Linked DNA regions of Sus scrofa: region 2 is linked to region 1. A link is a contact called in public Hi-C data. All regions are on one chromosome and are shown on one strand. The core of a region is the stretch at or near the end of the contact, and the rest is flanking DNA. Distances in the headings are between cores, read along the strand shown. Region 1 holds the start of LOXL4 (lysyl oxidase homolog 4). Region 2 has its middle 46 kb from the start of LOXL4.

Evidence for each region. Hi-C and Micro-C count contacts between places; a contact is called where the count stands out from the background.
Region 2: a contact with region 1 is called in a Hi-C map of skeletal muscle, with 4 times the contacts expected there. The contact joins the enhancer-like site here to the promoter of LOXL4 in region 1. A contact is called at or near these places in 1 of 5 promoter capture datasets (liver), 11 of 47 Hi-C or Micro-C datasets (embryonic fibroblasts, epiblast stem cells, heart right ventricle and 4 more) and 1 of 2 datasets of contacts at active chromatin or transcription factors (skeletal muscle).

Annotation. Positions count from the first base shown.
Region 1 is chr14:109,591,487-109,595,431 of Sscrofa11.1, forward strand. LOXL4 (lysyl oxidase homolog 4) reads right to left here and starts at 1,922. Exons shown (of 15, transcript XM_021074444.1): 1 at 1,750-1,922.
Region 2 is chr14:109,637,053-109,640,997 of Sscrofa11.1, forward strand. No RefSeq gene overlaps it. Among named protein-coding and RNA genes, the nearest start is that of LOXL4, 46 kb to the left of the region's middle. Within about 2 kb of position 1,944, at least 43 of the 83 cell types and tissues checked have an H3K27ac peak or open chromatin away from gene starts, as enhancers often do. A contact at or near this core is called in liver, omental adipose tissue and skeletal muscle, where this site is marked.

The DNA of each region.
Region 1 (3,945 bases), core at 672-3,171:
TGTGGCTATGGCTGACGTCCCCAGAGTACTGTGACGTCTCGTTAGAGGCTGTGGATAGTCCGGGGCCAGCAGGCTCCCTTCCCTCCAGGGAGCCTCCCTGGGGACAGGGGCGGGCTTCTGCTGCAGGACCCTGGGAGCTAGAACAGCTTCCGCCCATGAAAGCTACGCTGGAGGTGGATGTGGGACAGCAGGAACCGAGTCATAGAGAGGGAGAGCCCCTCTTCCAGCCTTCCTGCCCACTGCAGGTCCCTTGGCTCTCGCTCACATCACACCTGCCTTGTCACTTTCCCCAAACATATCCTTCAATTCCCAGCCTCCAAGCCCCCTGCTCTCGCTGTTTCTGCTACTTGGAGGAACCTCTCCCTCTGTCTCACATTGTTAAATTTCTATACATCTTTTCCACATTCAGCTCAAATGCTCCCCATTCCATTAAGCCCCTCCCACCCTGCCCAGACCCCCACTGTCCTAGCACTCGGTGTGTTTGCCTCCTGTCCCCACAACCCAGTGGCGTGTCTCCCTGCATCTGTTCCCCCAGCGCTGAGCACAGAGAAGAGGACCAGGCTGAGACACCACCCTTAGAGAATGGAACAGCCTCAAGAGTGGCTGTTCTTCTAAGTGAAAGAGAAAGGGGCAGCGTGAGGGGAAAGAAGGCTGAGGAGGACGAAGGTTAGTAATAATAATTTCATCATTAAACTTAATTATTATTATACGTTAAAAATGTATTGAATCCTTATCTCCACTTGACAGAGGAGGAGATGAGGCTCCATGAATCTAAGTGACTTGCCCGGACGGGATGCAAGCCCAGGCAGCCTGGCAACAGAGCCAGGCTCTCTGTCACGAGCGAGATGGACGTGGAGGAAGAGGGGGAAGAAGGAAGGGAGGCAGCGAAATGAATGAAATTCCACCCTGTTGCTGGTTGATTTATGACCCAGCCATGGTGGGAGGGCCCTGGAGTGGGTGCCAGCGCTGAGTGCCACCAAGAGACGGAGCCAGGATCCTGTCAGCTTGAAGTAGAAAGGCACCTGATCCAGGTGCTGCTGGAGACACCTGGCCTGAACTGGCCCGGCTATGGAGACTGGAAACACCCAAGGTTATTCAGGAGAGAGGGTTGGGGCCGCTGTCCTGGTGGGCACCAGCCCGGGCAGTCACTCACAGCCACTTCCCTCCAGCTCTTTGGGGAGGGGATGGGACTCCCCACTCAGCCCTGATTTCCTCCCTGGGACCTGGATTGTGAGGACCTAAAACAGTGCCAGCAAAGGGGCTCTGGGCGGCACCTGTCCAGAACAGGACATGCACAGGTCGAAGCCCTCTGCCCACTCTCCATTGGCTGCCCCCCAATCACCCTCTACCCCCAGCATACTCAGATTTGGTCTGTTTCCCCAGAGAGCCCAGCTCCAGCCCGCCTCTTTGTCCTCTAAGTCACAAGAGTGACATCTGAACCCACCTACCCCTTCCCCTGCCTCCTACCCTGGGTGAGAAGGTAAGAGAAATGGTTACACGCAGCGTGTGTTCACAAACAAGACACGCAGGCACCCCGAGGCCGCGCCGCACCACCCTGGGCGGGCCTTGGGCCAAGCTCTCCAGCTTGGTAACTTCCAGTGGAAGCAGTTTGGTGAGCGACCAGGGGGCTAGGCTAACGTCCATGGGACCCCCATCTCTCCCCTTCCCAGCCTTCAGGAATCCTCAGAGACTTGCAGACCTTCAGAGAGACAGAAGTCGGACAGACACACAGGACAGCAAGAGACAGACCTGGCCAGGGGCCAGACAGGGGCTCACCAGCTGGAGCGCGGACGGTGCGGGGCTGGGGCTGGGGCTCAGCGGCCGAGCAGCGCTAACGGGCCTCCTGGAGCGCCCTGGGGCCCTTTTATCCGGCTGAGGCCCGCGGGCGCCCACCACCCCTCCCGCCCGCCCGCCGCGGAGGAGGCCCGCAGGCCCCGCCCCCGGGCGGACCTGGACTCGGCGGGCGCCCCGCCCGATGGGCCCCTGCGAGGGCTGGTGCCCACCCCACCGCCGACCCGCGCGGCCCCGGGTGCCCTGGGGCCCACCCGCAGCCCGCGGGCCGGGGAGGTGCGAGGAGGGGGGAGAGCGAAGTTGCGGGAGTCGAGGGTGCAGCTGTTTTCCGTGCAGGGAACTGCGCGCTGCAGCAGGAGGGACTGTGGGAGGATCGGAGTTCCCGGGAAAGGGCTGTGGCTCAGCGCCAGCGGGCTGCGTTTGCCCGGCGGGCCGCGTGCAGCTGTGGCCTCCCCTGTTGGAGGAGGCGCAGTTTCCTCCCCTGCAAAAGAGTTGACCTGGGGGTTACATTCAGCCAGTCCCCAAGTTGTGCAGCCCTACGCGTGGGAGCGCCTCACCGTCTTAGGGTCCGAGTCCCACCAGTTTGGTTACTTAGGACATCGCAGACTCTCTTCTGCTGGGGGGGGAGGCAGGCGTTGCGGGGGGCTCTGCTCAAACGAGGTCAGGATGGTGGGGTGCAGGTTTTTGGAGTAATAGCTGGTCCTCTCCGTGGTCCTGGTCCCTCGAAGTTTATTGTGGGCTGCGGGGGCGTGAGGCCTCTGTTCTGCCCATTGTACAGTTGGGAACACTGAGCCCCAAGCCGTGGGACTTGCTCCCCAACGTAATAAATCATAAACGAGAGTACTGAACTCCTCCCTACAATCCCTTACAGAGTTGATTGAGGCAGCCCTGACCCTTGACAGGCTCGTGGGGGGAAGGGTATGGGGGGGGGCGGTTCCAGGGGGAGACTGTGGAATAAGACAAAACAGGAAAAGCTGACAGAGTGGAGTCCGGTGAGCTAAGCTGAGAACCCAGGTGCCTGGATCTCAGCCCCTTTCCTCCAAATTCTTTGCCCCCTGTCCTGGTCCCTCCCAGTGCCTCAGTGCCCCTTCTGTAAAATGTGCAGAGTCCCAGCCTCCCAGCTTCCTTTCTAGGCCCAGATCAGTGCAGTCTGATGCCCCCTTTCCCCCACCTTGCCTGAGTGTGTTCCAAAGGCTCATTCATTCAGCAAACCTTTATTGATTTTCTCTTACTTGCTAGACAGGGGGCTAGAGTGCTAGACAGTGCAGCCGGCTGGATGGGAAGAGCTTCCCAGTCTGGTGGGGGAGGCAGAGGAGTAAACAAACACCACTACAAGGCAGAACCGTGATAAAGGCCAGGGTGGCAAGGTGGACATTTTTGATTCCTGGGTGACTGCCAGGTCACATTGACCCGGCCACCGGAGGACTACTGTTCACCCCTGGCCGCCCATGTCCCAGATGTCCCCCCAGTGGCCCTGCCCCGCCCCAAATGGGGCCAGAGCATTCCCTGTGATGAATCAACAGGAAAGAATGCTCCCAGCCTTGGGTCAGTGGCAGCAGCCGTGGCCCAGCCCCTCCCCCAGGGACAATGAGGCAGCTGTGGGCTGGGGTGCCAGGTATGCCTCGGCCCCCTCCCCATACCCAGCCACCTCTCATGCTGAGCCAGGAACAACACGGGAAGCTCGGAAAACATGGGCTTCATCTGCTGCCAATCACCCGCCCAGGCTTGGCCGCCAGAACTAAAAATACCCTGGAGGCCAGGGGCTGGCCTGGGCTAGAGCCCAGGGAATGAATGGATGTTGCCCGGAAGTCCTTTAACCTGCAAGGCTCTGGGCAGAGGCCGAGGAGCAGTGGAAGCAGGGACTTCCCAGGGAGGGGGTGGGGGGTCACTACTGTGAGCCCCTCCTTGAGAAGTGAGGGGCTCAGGTCTCAGGCCCAACTCCATGACTCAGGCCCAGGTGGGATATTCTCAGCTGAACGGCCATCTCCTCATTCTTTCTTTTTTTTTTTTTTTTTGTCTTTTGTTATTTTAGGGCCACAATCGCGGCATATGGAGGTTCCCAGGCTAAGGGTCAAATCAGAGCTGCAGCCACTGGCCTACGCCACAGCCACAGCCACACAGGATCCGAGCTGTGTCTGCCACCCACACCACAGC
Region 2 (3,945 bases), core at 694-3,193, 46 kb after region 1:
GCAAGGGCCCTCCCCAACCTTCAGGCTGAACCTGTCTCTGTAACTTACTCAAGAGTTTGGAAGTGTGACGGGGAGGGGATTAACATTGCAGGAGGGCCTGATGGGTGCCAGGTTCTCATTAAATCCCCCGTGTGAGCCTGGGAAGTAATCACGCAGGTTTCAGAGGAGAAATGGGGTCTGAAACCTGCCCAGGGCCACACACCAGGAAAGGGAGCTGCTGTCTTGAGCTTGCGTGGCGCTGACGGCCTTTCTCTCGCCTCTACATTTAAGGGTTTGGGGAGTTCCAGTCGTGGCACAGCAGAAACGAATCTGACTAGGAACCATGAAGTTGCGGGTTCGATCTCTGGTTTGGCTCAGTGGGTTAAGGATCCGGCGTTGCCATGAACTGTGGTGTAGGTCGCAGACGCAGCTCAGATCTGGCGTAGCTGTGGCTGTGGTGTAGGCCCCTGGCCAGGAAACCTCCATATGTCACGGGTGCGGCCCTAGAAAGACAAAAAAAACTTAAATAAATAAATAAATAAATAAAATTAAGGGGTTGATATCTCAGAGAGGAGTTCTCGGAAACCAGCAACATCCTGGCTGTGTTTAATCTAAACTGTATTTAATTGAGGCAAAAGTAGAAAGTGTTCCAAGAAATCAGAGACACTTGAGAGCATTCAAATCTGTTTCAGGAATTCCAAGGACAGCGTCCTTGGAAAGCTGCTGACAAACAGCTTTAGAATTAAAGGGCTTTAGGAGTCAATTCAATTCAACAAACTTTTATTACAGCTACTGTGGGCCCGCTGCTGTGCCAGGCGCTTTGAGGAAGCAAAGATGAATACGGCAGGTCTCGGGAGGGGGACAGAGGGAGCAGAGTCCTCGGGTGAGGGTCTTCAAAGGTGTTTGGGGAGCATGGCGTTCTGGATCTTTCTCTTGCAGCTCATCCCCATCAGCATTTTCAAAGGCTTGAGAAGGAAGGACATGGATTTAACTTTCTTTAGTCCAGAATTTCCCAAACCTGTTTGGCAACGGAGCCCCCCGCTCCGATGCCTCTGGTGAATTATTTATTAACGTCCTCAGAATATTCCATGGAACACATCGCGGGACACCTGCGGCAGCTTCAAGGTGGGGCTGAGAGGAGAATGAATGTGTTCTCTTCTTTTAAAATAAACCAGAAGTTTCCATCTTTGGGGGCTATCAGTCTTTTCTCTTTGCAGCATATGTGTCTGCTGAGGCTTGGGTGCAGCCTTGGCTGCCTTCTTAAAAGGATGTCTTTTGAAATTGAGGGATTACTCAGGGCTTTGAGGCTTTTAGCTAAAGGGATCTCTTGGGTCAGCAAACAAGTGTTTGGGGAACACAGTTCGGCCACAGCTTTCATAACGTATCCCCACAGGGGACTGACGCAGCCTGCATTTGAATCAGGAGAACATGTTGCAAAACAACTAAGGAGGAGCCATCTGCCTCCAGCTGCGGGGGAGGGGGGGGTTCGTCCACAGGGCTCCACTCTCATCTATATTGAGGTCACTCTGCCTCTGGCCAGAATCCAAGCATTTATTTGCAGGATAAAAATAGGCGGGCAACTGTTTCCAGCAGGTCAACACCCTTGGCCTTGTAACAGTGGCCTCTTCTCGGGGATGACACGTAGCAGAGCTGTTTACTCAGCAGAGCCCAGGCAAAGACGTGACGTAGCTGCCTAGGGATGTACCAGAATTAAGTGCCTTCATGGGTGTGGTGCCATGTTTCCCCGGGTGGGGACCTAGCCTGGCACTGGGGAAAGGGGCTGTCCTCCGGGGGTCCTGCAGGCTTGGCCCTGCCTTGGGCCTGTCGTGTGATCTTCCTGAGCCTGGGGTTCTTCTGTCCAACCGGGATTATCCCTACCCTGGCATGGGTAGCCTTGAAGGGCCCCCACCCCAGGTGTCTGTCATTATGCCTGGATTGCCAAGAAGAGAGAATGTATGTGGAAATGTTTTACAAACTGTAAAGTGCTGAACCGTAGAAAATAAAAGCTAAGCTTGACTGAGTGCTCACTATTTGCCAGGGTCTGTTCTAAATGAGTTACGTGCGTGATCTCATTTAAGCCTCACAAGAGCCCTAAGAGATATTCCCATTTTACAGGTGAGGAAACTGAGACTCAGAGAGGTTACGTCACTAGCTTAAGATTTCGTTTCATGAAGCTGGGGTTCTCATCCAGGGGTGTCTGTGCAGAGCCCCAGACTTCAGTTCCTGAATCTTTGCCGGGGCCTCTCTTTGGGTGTGGGGGGCAGGGATCTGAGGGTTAAGGGCTATCATACTTGTTTCTCATTTTTTTGGATCGGGCACCCCAGAGTGAGGAGCAGGGAGGGGGGGGCCTTTTCACTCGGGCCCTGCAGGTGACAGTACTTCCCTACTTCCTGCTGACGAGGTGGGGGGCACTGCCTCTTACGCTGCTGGGCGGTAACTGGTTATAGGAACGTCGAGCAAGCCCTTTGTCTTGTTGAATCCTCACAACAGCTGCGAAAAGGAGCACGGAACTCCCGGTTTGCAGCTGGGAAGACGGAGGCGCAGAGGAAACCTATGCAGTCACGTGGATGGAGCGCTTTAGCTCTTGAGCCCAAACCAGGATGCCGGCTCCAGGGCCTGTGCGTCTAACCACCACTCTGTATAAAGCTGCTGTTTCAGACCCACTGACGGACCCAAGGGGAAAGCCCAGCCTGTTGCTAACCCGACCTGGAGAGAACCAGGTGGGGCCCTTCACGTATTGATACTTCATTAATCTGCACAATTAAGGTAGGTCTTACTGTCCTGCATTGACCGATGAGGGAATTTAGAGACTTGTCCAAGGCCACCAGCTAGGAGGAAGCAGCAGGCCTGCCTGGCTCCAGAGCCCACCCTGTCTGTCTCTCTACATCTTGGTCACCCTTAGAAGCCCTCTGCTCTCTGAGGCTCTGAGTCCTTGAAGATCCAGGCAAGATGTGTCCTTCTCTATGGGACATTCAGGAGACCTGGCCTCTGCTCACCCTGACTTTATGCCTCTTTGCTTGGCAGCCCAGACCCGGGGGGGGGGAGGGGATAGGGGATGGGGGGAGAGGGAGGGGGAGGGGCAAGGAGGAGAAGGAAGAGGAAGAGGGGGGTGAACCAAATCACTTGCCTTCCACCTGTGAAGCCACACCCACAAGAGTGGCAGCAGAAAATTGAAGTTTCTTTTTCCTGCATCCTCTGGACATTTCACTGTGGAGAGCCCTGACCGGCTCTTGTCCCCGACAGTCACACACTCTCGCTGGTGCCTCATGGCACGACAGAAGGCCCAGGCCCAGGGTTTTGCTGCAGAGATCAGGGCGCCCAGATCCGAGACATGGTTGGAAGCCTGGGCTGCAGAGTCACCCACCATGCAGAGCTGATGGAGCTGGGGACGGGTGCTCGCGGAGGCTGTGCCTGAGCAAAAAGCAGGGGAGGCCAGAAGCCAGTGTTCACTCATTTCCCCACTAGCTCCTTTGACCACATTGTATGAAACGCCTGCTGTGTGGCAGGCCCTGTGGTCAGAGCTGGGGTTAAGTAACAGAGGCTCTGGAGCATGCTGGACTGAATGCAAATTCCAGCTCCATCCCTGGGCCCATCCTTTAACCTCTCTGTGTATCAGCACCCTCGTCTCCAAACTGAAGACAAGTGGCAGCACCCAGCTCGTGGAGCTGCAGTGCAGATTAGATGAGGTTAGGTGCATTAAATTCTTAGAATAGCGCCTGGCATGTAGGTAAGAGCTGAATAAATGGTAGCTATTAGTGCTATTATTATCTCTGTCCTTGGGAGTTCACAGTCTGGTGAGACATAGACATTAAAAGAAACAGATAATTTCCTAATGACTTGGGCCAGGAAGTGATGCTGAGTTACATCAAGTGGTGGTGTCAGAATTTCCTGCCTTCCTGCGCTCTACGAAATGCACATGGTCTGCGCTTCACCCCCGGAGGTGGGTCTGCCTGCAGACACGCCTGC